Regions from separate parts of the Pan troglodytes genome. Here region 2 is linked to region 1. The links are chromatin contacts, called in public HiChIP or PLAC-seq maps. All regions are on one chromosome and are shown on one strand. The core of a region is the stretch at or near the end of the contact, and the rest is flanking DNA. Distances in the headings are between cores, read along the strand shown.

Region 1 (7,222 bases), core at 2,819-5,318:
TTTTTGTATTTTTTGTAGAGATGGGGTTTCACCACGTTGGCCAGGCTGGTCTTGAACTCCTGACCTCAAGTGATCTGCCCGCCTCAGCCTCACAATGTGCTGGGATTACAGGCATGAGCCACTGTGCCTGGCCTAATAGCCCCAATTTCACATGAGGAAGCTAAGGCTCAGGGAGGTTACAACAGTTGCCCATAAGCAGGATCCGCAGAACCCCCTCTCAAACCCCACCTGCTTGTCCAGGGCCCTGGTCTGCTCCTGCAGCTCCTCGATCTCCGCCTGCACCTGGGCCCGGCCCTGCAGCAGGCGGTCCATGTTCTCCAGCCGCTCACTGTCCCGAAGCCGCTTGACCTGGTTCTGGGCTGCACTGATCTGCACCTGGAGATCACCCCGTACCTCCTCCAAGCGCCGGATCTCCTCACTACCCAGGCAGGGAGGTGGAAGAGGGGCCAGTAAGGGGGCAGAACTCAGCATCACTGAAGGCAGGACCCAGGAGTCCAGTCTTCAGCCCCTCTGACCCCCTCCTCCCCAGCTCAGGGCCCAGGCGCCCAGCTCACAGTTGCTTGTTGATGCGCTGGTGGACTTCCTTGCTGTAGGCCCGCCTCTCCCCTTCCATCACTTTGCATTGTCGCTGCAGCCTACTCAGCTCCCAATCCACTGAGAACAGGGCCAGCCAAGGGACTCAGCAGGGATCCTGGCCACCAGCTCCTCCTAACCCAGGACCTAGGAATTCTGCTCCCTTTGGGGTCTCACAAACTGCAACTGAACTGCAGATCCAGCCTCCAACACCCCTCTAGGAATGCACCTCAGTTCCGGGATCCCTCGAGCTTCCTCATCCCTTCATACCCAAAACTGAACTCAGGGTTTTTTCCCCTAAAACCCACTCCCATCCCACCAGAGGGCACTTCTGGAAGGCCTCTGGGTCTTCTGGGACCTGGGCACACCACCTGGAATTGGGAAGGCTCTTGCTCCCTCCCTCCTTTTCTGCCGCACCATCAGCAGCCCTCAGCCCCATCCTCTTGCCTCCTCCCTCTCTCAACCCATCCCCTGGGCTCAGCCTCATCCTTTCCTACCTGGACCATCACCCCAACCTTTCTCTCAACTTCCAGCCTTCCCACACAGTCCCAGAGGGTCTCTCTACACCCACAGCCAACCCTACCCCACCCACAGCAGACCCTACCCCTCATAGGCCTCCCATGATGCCCCAGTACCTGCAGGACAAAGTCTCAGCACCTCAGCCTGGGATCCGAGACCCCAAGTGACCTGACTTTACCCACCTCTCCAGTCTTGCCCATATGCTCCCCATCTCCAAAGGCCCAGTAGTTTTCAATCAGCGGGTGATTCTGCCTTCCAAAAACATTTGGCAATGTCTGGAGACTTATTTTTTTCTAGACAGGGTCTCGCTCTGTCCCCCAGGCTGTAGCGCAGTGGCACAATCTCAGCTCATTGCAGCCTCCACCTCACAGGCTCAAGTGATCCTCCCACCTCAGCCTCCCGAGTAGCTGGGATTATGGGTGCACGCCATCACACCTGGCTAATTTTATTTTATTTTTGTAGAGATGAGGTCTCACTGTGTTGCTCAGGCTGGTCTTGAACTCCTGGGCTCAAGTGATCCTCCTTCCTCAGCTTCCCAAAGTGCTGGGATTACAGGCATGAGCCAGCATGCTCAGCCTAGAGACATTTGTCATTGTCATGACTTGTGGAGAAGGGAGGGGGCTACTGGTATCCAGTGAGTAGAAGCCATGGACACTGCTTGGCATCCTACGACACACAGGACTGCCCCCACAACAAAGAATTATCCCACCCCAAGAGTCAACAGTACCAAGGTTGAGAAAGCCTACTCTAGCCACATTCTGTCATCTCTGTAGAAACACCCTTCCTTCCTTCTCCCCTTGGCAATTCCTACAGGGAGTTCTGGGCCCCACTCAAACTTCTGCTGCCTGAAGTCTCCAGCCTGCCCCACTGCCCAGGCTTGGCCCACCCACGGTGGTGCCCGCCCCGCCTCCCTTAGGGCGCATGTCTGTTCCCACCAGAGGGCGCTCCTGGACAGACACTCTCCCTCCCTCCCTACAGGACCTGGAACTTGGGAAAGCTGGGGGCTGGAAAAGAATGGGTGAATGATATAAAGAATGAATGAATTACCCATTCCCTCCAGAAAGGCCTCGCTTCCCTCCTCGGAGCGGGCACTCCCTGCCAAGCGTCCCAAAGGCATCCTGGCCAAACAGGGTGGGGCTCCTGTAGGGATGGACATATAAGACCCTTCAGACAGCAGGCGGGCCAGGGCCCAGAGAGGGTGGACAATGAACTGCGAGGGACTGGGAATTGAAAGGGGGTGACCCTAGAACCACGCTGGCCTCATTCCTCCAAGAGGGGTTGGAGGGGGAACCTCTCTCAGGCCTCTCCCACACCTCTCCAGCCCTCCCACCTCTCACACTCTGGGTCTTGCGTCTAGGCTCCGATTCTGGCGCGGGTTTGGCAGGGGATAGGCCTCCTGGGCTCTCAGGATATCCGAGGCCAGGCTGTTTGGTCGCAGGAGAGGGGGAAACCCCGGCCTGCTGTAGGGGGGGTTGAGCATGGTCGGGGGAGTCCTGGGCCCTACCTGCCGACGGGCCTGACCTGTTCTTGGTGCTCCAAGTTCAGTGTTGTGGTCTGGTTACTGGGGAGATAAGGGACCAATGAGGACTGAGGACAGCGGCCAGGGAGGGACCGAGGCCGCGGGAGAAACTATGGGAGGCGGGGCGGAGAAGGATGCGAGGCGTAGACCTGCAGGGTTCCCACGGACTGAGAACTGATGGGCAAGGCCAGGCGCGGTGGCTCACGCCTGCAATCCCAGCATTTTGGGAGGCCGAGGCGGGCGCATCACTTGAGGTCACGAGTTCGAGACCAACCTGGCCAACATGGTGAAACCCTGTCTCTACTAAAAGTACAAAAAATTAGCCGGACATGGCGGCTCGTGCCTGTAATCTCAGCTACTCAGGAGGCTGGGGCAGGAGAATCGCTTGAACCCGGGAGGCGGAGGTTGCAGTGAGCCGAGATCCCGCCACTGCACTCCAGCCTGGGCGACAGAGCGAGACTCCGTCTCAAAAAACAAACAAACAAACAAACAAAACTGATGGGCGGCGAGGTCCTGAAAGGGGCGGAGCCGGGTGGGCCTGTGGAGCGGTGCTGCGGAGCCCTGAGAGGTGCACGGCTGTGAGGCCTGAGAGGGGCGTGCCGTAGGGAGCTGTGATGGGCGGGGCTGAGACCTGTGAGGAGAGTAAGTGGGAGGAACTTCGAGGGGCGGGGCTTCGGGGCCGGCGAGGGGAGGGGCACGGACACCTGTACAGGACGCGACTTAGGAGCCGGCGAGGGGAGGGGCACAGACACCAGTACAGGACGGGGCTTCGGAGACAGCGAGCGGAGGGGCTTCCCCGTAAGGGGCGGGCTTCGAGGGTCGCGTTTGGAAGGCCTTACGAGGGGCCCGGTGGAAGGGCGGTGAAGGGCGGGCTAATCGGGAGGCGCTCAGGCCTTGAAGGCCTGCGGGAGGTCGAAATGGTCCTGGGGAGGTCGAGGCTGAGGTCTCACTAGTACCGCGGGCTTGGAAGCGGCGGGAGTTGAAAGAGCCTGCGGTGACCTGTATGGAAGCCCTCGAGGCCAGGCCGAGGTCCTACAAGACGGAGCCCGAGAGGTGCCGGTCTTAAGCTGACTATGACCACGTTAAATTAAGGATTCATAGGAAAGAAGGCGGTGCCGAAGCCGCGAGTTGCGCGGAGAAGGAGCGCTCACCACAGCCTCAGCGGTTCACTACGCAAGCGCGACCAACGGCTTCCCGGGAAGCAGCCAAAAACGCTTGGCCGCCTACCACGTACGCGCGCTGGAGGGCGGAAGTGGGCGAGACCTCGGGCACTCCATACCGCCCCCCGGTTTCTGGCCACGCCCCCTCTGGTTACACCCACTCGCTCTGTAAGGCACGCCCCCTCCGCGGCGGCGGCTGCTGCCCACGTGGGCCTCCCCGGGCGGGCGGGCAGTGGGCGCCTCTCCCTGCAGGCTGGGTGTGCCCGAAGCCTGCGGTTTCCTGTGGGAGGAAGCGGCCTGCGTACGCTCAGCTCAGCTCATAATCTCGGAGGCCCAGGATGGGGAGATCCCGTCGCCACCCTCAGATCCTCTGATTCTTCCCCTTCTACATAGCCATAGTGCGGGGACCCCCCTAATATCTCCAGGGTACCCAAGCCTGGCGCCGATCCCACTCAGGGAACTTGATTCTGAGTCCTAGACTCGTGTTTTTCACCTCCCCGGCTCAAGTTTCCATCTTCCTAGCCCCTGGCTCCCCCTAGTCCTCTCAAGAAAGTGGAGCCCTCTTTTCCTGCTCCCCAAGAGGAACGTATGTCTCCCCAGCCCCTAATTTTTCCTTCAGTGACCCAGACTTTGCAACTTCCTTAGGGATCTGAGTGCGGACCCCAGTTTCTGTCTCTCAGGCACTTAAGTTTGAGACTACTTATTCTCCCCCAGGGACCCTCATTTTGGATTCCCAACTTTAGCCTTGAGACCCAATGGACCCAAGAATTTGCCCCTTCCCCAACTCCTAGAGATCCTGAATCAGGGTCCCCCAGTACTGACTCCACTCAGAGCCCCAATGCCTGATATGACTAGCACTACCCTAAGAACTGCCCTATAATGTATTTACTATTATCTCTATTTTTCAGATGAAGAGACTGAGGCATAGAGAAATTATTAGTAACTTGCCAAAAATTACACAGCCATTGAGTAAAACAGCTTGGATTTTGAGTCCAACCAGTGTGGCTCTAGAGTCTGTGCTATACTGGTATCCCAGCTTCCAGGTCTCGGGGTACCCAGCCAAGCACTGAACTGTCCATCCCTCACCCCCTCAGGGAGCCCGAATCACCAACAGCTATCCCAAACCCAGCTCTGGCCCATCAGATACCCAGACATCCCATCATCCAGTTCCCTTCCCTGGATCCAGGATTTGAATTCCCCTGCTCTCAATTTATCAGAGTTCTGGGCACCTGGTCCCCTCCCAAGAGACTCGTGTACATAGTAGTCATCACCCCGACCCTAATTTAATATCCCCAAAATTAATAATAATAGTTAACAGTAAACCTTTGGGGCCGGGCACGGTGGCTTACGCCTGTAATCCCATCATTTTGGGAGGCCAAGGCAGGCAGATCACTGGAGGTCAGGAGTTCGAGGCCAGCCTGGCCAACATGGAGAAACCCCCGTCTCTACTAAAAATACAAAAATTGGCTGGGCGTGGTAGCGGGCACCTGTAATCCCAGCTACTCAGGAGGCTGAGGCAGGAGAATCGCTTGAACCGGGAGGTGGAGGTTGCAGTGAGCTGAGATCATGCCACTGCACTCCAGCCTGGATGACAGAGCAAGACTCCATCTCAAAAAAAAAATAAAAATCTTTGGTACTACACTCTGTTAAAACCTAATGGCTTTCCACTGCACTTAGAATGAAATCCAAGCCCCTCCCCTAGTCTTCAAGGGCACCCTTTGATTTCCCTTCTCACCACTCCCTCTGTCTCCCTGTGCTCCAGCCACACTGGCCCTTCTGTCTGCTCCCTAAACAACCTGAGCTTGTTCTCAAAAGCTTTAAGAGCTTTTGTACTTCCTCTCCCCCCGACGCCCCCCCACCACTCCCCAACCCCAGCGTTCAAATGACTCCTGTCTTCAGCTCAAATGTTACCTCCTCCAAGAGGCCTTCCCTGATTTTCCTGTTTCAAGTAGTCTTCCCTGCACTCTGTCATTATCTCCATCACTCTGTTTGATTTATTATTGTATTTATTTTTCTTTTCTTCTTTTCTTTTCTTTTTTCTTTAAGATGGAGTCTTGCTCTGTCACCCAGGATGGAGTGCAGTAGCGTGATTTCAGCTTACTGCAACCTCCGCCTCCCGGGTTCAAGCAATTCTCCTGTCTCAGCCTCCCGAGTAGCTTGGATTACAGGCGCCCACTACCATGCCCGGCTAATTTTTGTATTTTTAGTAGAGACAGGGTTTCACCATGTTGGCCAGGCTGGTCTTGAACTCTCGACCTCAGGTGATCCTCCGGCCTCGGCCTCCCAAAGTGCTGAGATTACAGGCATGAGCCACCACGTCCAGCCTATTGTATTTATTTTTCAAGTCACTTATCCTTATCTGAGATTTATCTTCATCATTGATGTTTTCTCTTGTCTGTCTTCCTCTACTAGAATACAAGCTCCATAATACCAGCAGGGCTCATGTCTGTTTTCATTATTAACTCCCAGATCAGAGTACATGTTCAATAAATGTTTGATGAAGGAAGGAACAGGTTAGGTGTGTGAGTGTACCAGTATTACCTTATTCATTCAGCATAAGTATCAGAATTATTATTATCAGTATTAGTATTTAGTCAGCATTATTATACTCTCAACATAGACTAAGATACTGGAGCCCAGGTGGGTGAAATAATTGGCTCAAGGTCACTGAACCAGGAAATGATGGCGCTGGAATTCTTAGCTTCCGCTTCCTCCCCGCTTCCAGAGTTTCACAAGTTTTTTTTTGTTTGTTTGTTTGTTTGTTTGCGACAGAATCTCACTTAGTCCCCCAGGTTGGAAGGCAGTGGTGCAAACTCAACTCACTGCAGCCTCCACCTCTCGCGTTCAAGCGATACTCATGGCTCAGCCTCCCAAGTAGCTGGGATTACAGTCGCCTGCCACCACGCCCGGCTAATTTTTGTATTTTTGATAGAGACGGGATTCCACCATGTTGGCCAGGCTGGTCTCGAACTCCTGACCTCAGATGATCTGCCCGTCTCGGCCTCCCAAAGTGCTGGGATTACAGGCGTGAGCCACAACACCCTGCCGAGTTTCACAAATTTCATCTCCCATCCTCTGATCCCCCACCACGGGGCCAACTTCACCAGCCCAATCTCAGTTCATGCCACAGAAATCTGGCCTCTTTTCCCAGACTCCTATCCAGCTCCAAGCTCCATCAGGGAAAGCAGACATCCGGCCCCAGGGCAAGACCTCAAAACTCAAGGGTCCTGAGAATCGGGCCCTCCCACCCCTGACGCTTGCCCCCCCCAGAACCCCATTCCAAGAGTTTCTCATCTCAACCCTGGGAGGGAGCCCCAGATGATGTCTGTCTGGAGGGATTGGGTGGGGGCCCAAAGAAAGAGGAACCGGAGTGCCTGGGCCCTCCCACTGGCAGCCGACCTCAGCTGGGTGCGGTGAGGGTGGGTTTATAAAAGGGTCAGTATATATTGAG
Region 2 (6,954 bases), core at 1,934-4,433, 150 kb after region 1:
CCTGCCTCAGTCTCCTGAGTCGCTGGGATTACAGGCATGAGCCACTATGCCTGGCTAATTTTTGTATTTTTAGTAGAGACGGGGTTTCGCCATGTTGGCGAGGTTGGTCTTGAACTCCCGACCTCAGATGATCCACCTGCCTCGGTCTCCCAAAGTGCTGGGATTACAGGTGTGAGCCACCATGCCCAGCCGTGTGTCTGTTTCTTAAAGATATTATACATATGTATATTATATATATGTAATATAAATACAGATATCTATCTATTTTTTCCCTTGGTCCCTACAACAGGCTTAGAGATGGAGTGCTAGCTAATTGGAATGAGGTCCTTTTCAAGGACCCCAGAAGCTTTGCTCTAAATCCCAATGCTGCCCCAACTTACTGTGTCACTTTGGACTCCTCTTCATGTCAGTTTCCCCATCTGTAAAAACGGGACATTGGAACTTGAAGTTCTTCAGGGGCCTTTCCAGCAGGATGAGTCCTCACTACACCGAGGGTGGGATGGGCATTCGAGTCCTGGGGATTTCCCTCCTCTCCCCAGTGCTGGATCATACGGCCTTCCAGGAGACGCTGGGATGTAAGATACTCTTGGAGGCTGGCTCTGAACTCGGGTGTCTGAATCACAGGGCAAGGGTAGGCGTGGGCTGTGGCTAACAGCCAGAGTCACTTCCCTGGCCCAGCTTGGGGACCTCGGGAGGAGGAGGTAGCTCTGGACACCAGGGTTCTTCCCATTGTGGGAGAGTGAGTGTTTTAGGGGGAGACCTGTCCCCCAGATTAAAGAACTGGGAGCCCTAGCGGGTGTGTCTGCGAATGTGCTTCTCGAGCATGGGTCCTCCGACCTGGCCCCCTGCCCATGCTACCATCTACCTAAGTGCCCCGCAGGCTGGGAGCCAACTGCAGAGGGAGCCAGTGACAGTGAGGAGGACGTGTTCCCACCCCGTGTTCTGGACCGAGGGCAGCCACTGTCATTGCCATTCAGCCTTCACAAGTGCTGCATCAACCCAAATGCCCCCTGCAGCTTCTCCATCTCCCTTTATCCCTCAGAATCCCCATGTAATAACCGGATGGGATTAATTAGCTGCCTGCTCTCTCAGCTCAGGGTGTCTGGGGTAGGTAGGGATGGGGGCAATGGAAACGCAGGGTTGGGGAAAGATGTTAAGTTGGAAGTGAAGGGGCAGGGAGGGGGTTTCGTTTGAAAGGAGTATGGGAGCAGGGAAGCCCAGCCTGGGTTTCCACTGGGGAGGGCAGGGCCTGGGCCACTCATAAAGGTCAGTGAGGGGATTAGGAGCCTCCATGTCTAATCCGACAGCTTAACTAGGTCCTGGCCCTGAATCCGTCCCCACCTGCCCAGCCCAGGGACAGCAAATGAGGACGAGGCCCAGACACCACTTCAGCCCCCATTACGGCTTCCCTCTTTACAGGGGTGCCTGGGTTCCCTATTCCAGCCAGCCCCTTGACCACATTCCCTTACAAATAATGGGACATAGAGGCTGGGGAAGGGGAAGGGGAAGGGGAAGGGGCCTCAGAGGAGGGAGGAGTTTAAGAAGGGCAAGGGTGGCTGGGCACGGTGGCTCACGCCTAGCACTTTGGGAGGCTGAGGCGGGTGGATCACCTGAGGTCAGGAGTTTGAGACCAGCCTGGCCAACATGGCGAAACCCCGTCTCTACTAAAAATACAAAAATTAGCCGGGCATGGTGGTGGGCACCTATAATCCCAGCTACTTGGGAGGCTGAGGCAGGAGTATCGCGTCAACCTTGTGGGTGGAGGTTGCAGTGAGCTGAGATCATGCCAGTTCATTCCAGACTGGGCAAAAGAGCAAAACTCTGTCTCAAAAAAAAAAAAAAAAAAAAAAAAGGGCAAGAGTATGAGAGGACAAGGGGGACCGTGACTTGAGGGTAGCCAGAGAGGAAGAAAGGCCTCTGAGATGGGAGAAGGAATCAGAGAGGTGGGAGGATGCTGAGGAAAGGGGAGTTGTCTTAGCAGGAGGATGCTTGGGGAAGGGAGGAGTCTTAGGAGGATGCTAAGCTAAAGGAAGGAGTTTGGAGAAATGAGGGAGGAGTCTGAGCGGCAGAAGGTGCCAGGAAGGCCAAGCCTGTGCTTTCACTAAATTTTACCTTCCCCTGTTCCATTCCCCATGACCGATACCAAATAGCATAGCATTTAGAAAAAAGTAAATCTTGGCCAGGCGCGGTGGCTCACGCCTGTAATCCCAGCACTTTGGAAGGCCAAGGTGGGCGGATCATGAGGTCAGGAGTTCGAGACCAGCTTGGCCAACATGGTGAAACGCCCGTCTCTATTAAAAATACAAAAAATAGCCAGGCATGCACCATCATGGTGCAACCCTGTAATCCCAGCTACTCGGGAGGCTGAGGCAGGAGAATTGCTTGAACCCGGGAGGCGGAGGTTGCAGTGAACCGAGATCGCGCAACTGCACTCCAGCTTGGGCGACCGAGCAAGACTCTGTCTCAAAAAAAAAAAAAAAGAAAAAACGAAGAAGTCTTTTGTTTCACCACTCCACGACTCCGAAGAGGCTGAGGGGGATGGGGAGGGCATAGATGGTGATAAAGAAGGAGTTCGGCGGTAAGAAGGGGCTGAGAGGAGGAGAAATACGCGGAGAAGAAATGCAAAAGAAAAGGAGGCCTAAAGCCGCTCCCGGTTGCATGGCAACCTTTGCGGTCAGAAGCCAGCATGGCCTGCTAGGAGGTGTGGCTTACGGAAACAAGCCAGTTCTAGCCCCGCCTCCTAGCAACAAGACTAACAAAGTACCGCCCCCTAACAACGTATTATCGGAGGCGGGGCTCGGTTCACCTAGACTCCAAGTGTCCAGGGCCTTTGAGCAGGCGCAGAGGTGGCTGTACCGCGTGGCTCCGCCTCCGCGCGACACTTTTCCGGGGCTTCTCATTGGAGAGCAAGCCTGTCAAGTGCTTTCTGTTGTTTCGGAGGCGGGGCCTGCTGCCCTGCCTGCACTCCGATTGGCCCCGCGGGCCGTCTACCTCTGGCCGGACATACCTACACCCGCTTTTTGTACGGCTGTTGGCCCTGGAGAACGATCCTTTGGTGGCGAGGGCGGGGAGGACGAAAGCGCCCACTGTGGATTGGACAGTGTCAAAAAGAGGGGCGGTCCCTACTGAAGGGGCGGTTGGGCGACGAAGGGAGAGTCTTTTCAGCGCTGAGGACTGGCGCTGAGGAGGCGGCGGTGGCTCCCGGGGCGTTTGAGCGGGCTCACCCGAGCCCGCGGGCCAACGCGGATCCAGGCCCGACTGGCGGGACCGCCCCGGACTCCCCGCGGGCCTTCCTAGCCGCCATGGAGGACGGCGTCTATGGTAGGTCGGGGAGGGGCGGGGTCGGCTGGGAGTTGCTGGAGCGTTTTCTCCTGAACGTTCCCCCGCGAACGTTTCCCCCTGGCGCGCGGCGCCCAGAAGCGTTCGGCTCAGTCGTAGACTTGTCGCGCCGCTTTTGTTGGGCGCTGGACGGGCTTCCGGCGGGGCCCGAAAGCCGGGCGTTCCAGGCCATTGTTTGGGCTGAGCCTGTTTCCGGTGGCGGCGGGAGGGGCGGGATGGAGTGGTGGAGGCGAGGCCGGGGCGGAACCATTCCCGCTGGAGGGGCGGGCGAGCCCAGCGCCTGCCGGGGCCGGGGAGGGGCGCTTGGGTTGCGGGGAGGGGAGAAATCTTGGGGGGCGGGGACCTTCGATGTCCCGCCCCACCTTCCCAACTCTCCTGAGCTGTCATCAGTTCCCCCGGCTGTAGTGACTTTTCATGGACCCAGTAGTCCGGATAACCAGGTCCCCAGCTACCTCGCCAGTAATGGAGTCAGAAAACCAAGGCCTCAGTCCCCTTCCAAGTAATGGACCTAGAAGCCGAGGCCCCCAGCCCTTTCTTCCCTCAGACCTAAGAGCTCAGGCACCCATTTCCCTTCTCCCTCAGACTCAGGAATCCGGGACCCAATTCCCCTTGTCCCCCAGGACTCAAGAGTTTAGAGCCCCAGCTCTTTCTCTTCTGCAGGGAGGAATCCAGGCCCCCAGCCCATTCTTCTGTGCAGACATAGGAAGCCCGTTACACATCCTCTCCCAGCTCTGTCCGCCCCCAGATTGCAGGAATTCAGGCTCACGGCCCCTAGCACTGACTTTTAAACCTTGACCCCGATCCCTAGAACCCCCAGACCTGACTCCGGAGGAGCGGATGGAGCTGGAGAACATCCGGCGGCGGAAGCAGGAGCTGCTGGTGGAGATTCAGCGCCTGCGGGAGGAGCTCAGTGAAGCCATGAGCGAGGTGGAGGGGCTGGAGGCCAATGAGGGCAGGTGAGGGCTGGGGCGGATGACCTAGGGGGCGTGGGGTTGGCTGAGGCCAGGGATGCCCAGGCATTGACCCTCCACCCCCAACCCTGCTCTCTGCTCCTGCAGTAAGACCTTGCAACGGAACCGGAAGATGGCAATGGGCAGGAAGAAGTTCAACATGGACCCCAAGAAGGTGCTTGGGGCCACAGGACTGGGATCAGCTGGGCAAACATCCAGGCAGGGGCTTCTGGCACCTCCGGGTTCAAGAAGCGTGATGGTGCCGGGTCTATTCTAGGTGGACAGACTTGGTCCTAATCTCTGGATTCAGATATTGGCTGTCCATTTGTTTTCTGAACACTGAACACTGACCAAGTGTTCCAGCCCTCCTGACTGTTTTGTCCCCTGCCTGGAAGGTCGTCTTCCACTTTCTACTTGTATGGGCGCATTTCTGGTCCCAAGATGAGCTCGAGTCTTGTAGGGGCTGTGGACAAAGTGACATGCACAAAGGAGAGTTGACCTCCCTCCCGCAAAGGTGCCGTGACGGAGGAAGGTATCAGGGTAGTGGACCTCTGGAGGAGGCAGGCTGGTGGGGTCAGGGAGGGCTTCCTTGAGGAGGAGACATTCAGGTCGGGTTTGAAGGATGAGTAGGTGTTCACCAGGTGGAGGAAAGGCTTTTGTTCACCTACTCTTTTTGTGTGTGTGTGTGTGTGTGTGTGTGTGACAGAGTCTTGCTCTATCACCCAGGCTGGAGTGCAGCGATGTGATCTTGGCTCACTAACCTCCGCCTCCTGCGATTCTCCTGCCTCAGCCTCCCAAGTAGCTGGGCTTACAGGCTCCCACCACCATGCCCAGCTAATTTTTGTATTTTTAGTACAGATGGGGTTTCACCATGTTGGCCAGGCTGCTTCCAAACTCCTGACGTCAGGTGATCCGCCCGCCTCAGCCTCCCAAAGTGTTGGGATTACAGGCATGAGCCACCGTGCCCGGCCTGTTCACATACTCATTTAACACCCATTTTCTGAGGCCTCTCAAGAGTCTGATCCTGTGTAGGGCAATGCTGGGGACCCAAAGAAGAATTAGATGCTGCCTTGTACTCAGAGAGCCCTTGGACACCGATACCACAGTTCACAGTGAGATAAAGCAGTAGTAGAGAGGTCTTCGTAGCACAGAGAGTGAGAGAAACCTCCAGTCTAGCCAGGGCTTCGAGTTCACAGCCCTTGAAGGACTGCGTCTGCTAACAGGTTGTCACGTTATTCTTTCCTGAAGCAATTGGAATTCTGTTCAGTCATTCAACAAACATTGATTGGCTGGGTTCGGTGGCTTATGCCTGTAATCCCAGTGCTTTGAGAGGCCGAGGAGGGAGGATTGCTTGAAGCCAGGACTTTGAGACCAGCCTGGGCAGCATAGTGATAACTCATCTCTAGAAAAAATATAAATAAATAAATTAGCCAGGTGTGTTGGGGCATGCCTATAGTCCCAGCTTCTGAGGAGGCCGAAGTGAGAGGATCCCTTGAGCCCAGCAGTTCGAAGCTGCAATGAGCTGTGATCACGCCACTGCACTCCAGTCTGTGCAATAGAGCGAGACCAGGTCTCAGAAAAAAGAGAAAATGTACTGAGCACCTGTGCCTTGCCAGACCCTGTTGTTGGTGCTGGAATTAACCAGGCAAAGGCAGAGAGGGTAGGCCATGAAGTGCAAAGGCCATGAGTTGGGAAGAATGCTATTTAAGACCCGTGAGAAAGCTGAAAATGAAACCTGGCCCTGGTCTGTTGAGGGTGGGGGTAGGTCTGGATGCTGAGGTTCCCAGGGAGGTGAGTGGGGTGGCTTTCTGGCCCTCAGCACTGAGACCTTGTCCCCACTCACCAGGGGATCCAGTTCTTGGTGGAGAATGAACTGCTGCAGAACACACCCGAGGAGATCGCCCGCTTCCTGTACAAGGGCGAGGGGCTGAACAAGACAGCCATCGGGGACTACCTGGGGGAGAGGTACGGTCACCACTCAGCTCCTGTGGGGCCCCTCCCTCCCACCCCCCAGGCCCAGCTCCTGCCCTCACACTGGCAGCTCACAGGTGGAACAGCCCTGCAGCCTCCCCGCAGAGGGGCCCTGGCAGATCAGCCTTCTGACTGGACTGTGACAGAATGGACTGACATGGGCTAGGGGAGCCTGCGGCCAACCGAGAGCATCTGGGGATGTGGGGCCTTCTGGAATTACCTGGCGGTTGTGGGGAAGCATCCATTTATGTCTGAGAAGGGTAGAGAACATCTCTCAAGGATCATGGGAGCTTGAGAACCGTGGGTAGACCATGGCTGTGCATAGGCACTGGGTGGCCATCTGGGAGCTGTGGGGACCACTGGGCCCTTGTGGGAGCTTAGGAGTTGTGGGGGTCATTTGGAAGCCTAGGGTGCACAGGACTGGACATCAGATGATTGGAGGCCATCTGTGGACGTCTGGGAATCAGGGATTTATAGAGATCTGGGGTGCTTGGGAAGCATCTCTGGATGTCTGGGGGATGTGGGGGCTGTGTCTGGATACTTGGGGAGCGTGGGGATCATTTGAGAGAGGTGACAGTAGGTAGCATATATGTTTGCGGCATTTCTCGCAACTGTACAAAGGTCTGGCCTAAGCAGGGTTCCCAAGCCAGATATTCCTCCCAAGAGTGTGTTCTGAGCATCCCCCACCCTGGGG

The links. HiChIP or PLAC-seq counts read pairs in DNA pulled down with a chosen protein or histone mark.
Region 2: an H3K4me3 HiChIP or PLAC-seq map of stem cell-derived excitatory neurons shows a contact between it and region 1, with 4 times the contacts expected there. The contact joins the promoter of CYTH2 here to the promoter of ODAD1 in region 1. A contact is called at or near these places in 1 of 7 Hi-C or Micro-C datasets (stem cell-derived neural progenitor cells) and 1 of 1 datasets of contacts at active chromatin or transcription factors (stem cell-derived excitatory neurons).

What each region holds. Positions count from the first base shown.
Region 1 is chr20:51,261,257-51,268,478 of NHGRI_mPanTro3-v2.0_pri, forward strand. ODAD1 (outer dynein arm docking complex subunit 1) reads right to left here and starts at 4,069. Exons shown (of 14, transcript XM_054673689.2): 1 at 3,763-4,069; 2 at 2,614-2,653; 3 at 2,140-2,232. It overlaps EMP3 (epithelial membrane protein 3), which reads left to right and starts at 5,820. Exons shown (of 5, transcript XM_513005.9): 1 at 5,820-7,222.
Region 2 is chr20:51,410,866-51,417,819 of NHGRI_mPanTro3-v2.0_pri, forward strand. It overlaps CYTH2 (cytohesin 2), which reads left to right and starts at 3,184. Exons shown (of 12, transcript XM_063802035.1): 1 at 3,184-3,321; 2 at 4,148-4,295; 3 at 4,398-4,821; 4 at 6,136-6,254. LOC107969779 (serine/arginine repetitive matrix protein 1-like) reads right to left here and starts at 3,726. Exons shown (of 3, transcript XM_054673693.1): 1 at 2,807-3,726; 2 at 381-419. The coding sequence starts at 3,726. The coding sequence ends at 407. It overlaps KCNJ14 (potassium inwardly rectifying channel subfamily J member 14), which reads left to right. Exons shown (of 3, transcript XM_009435986.5): 3 at 1-792.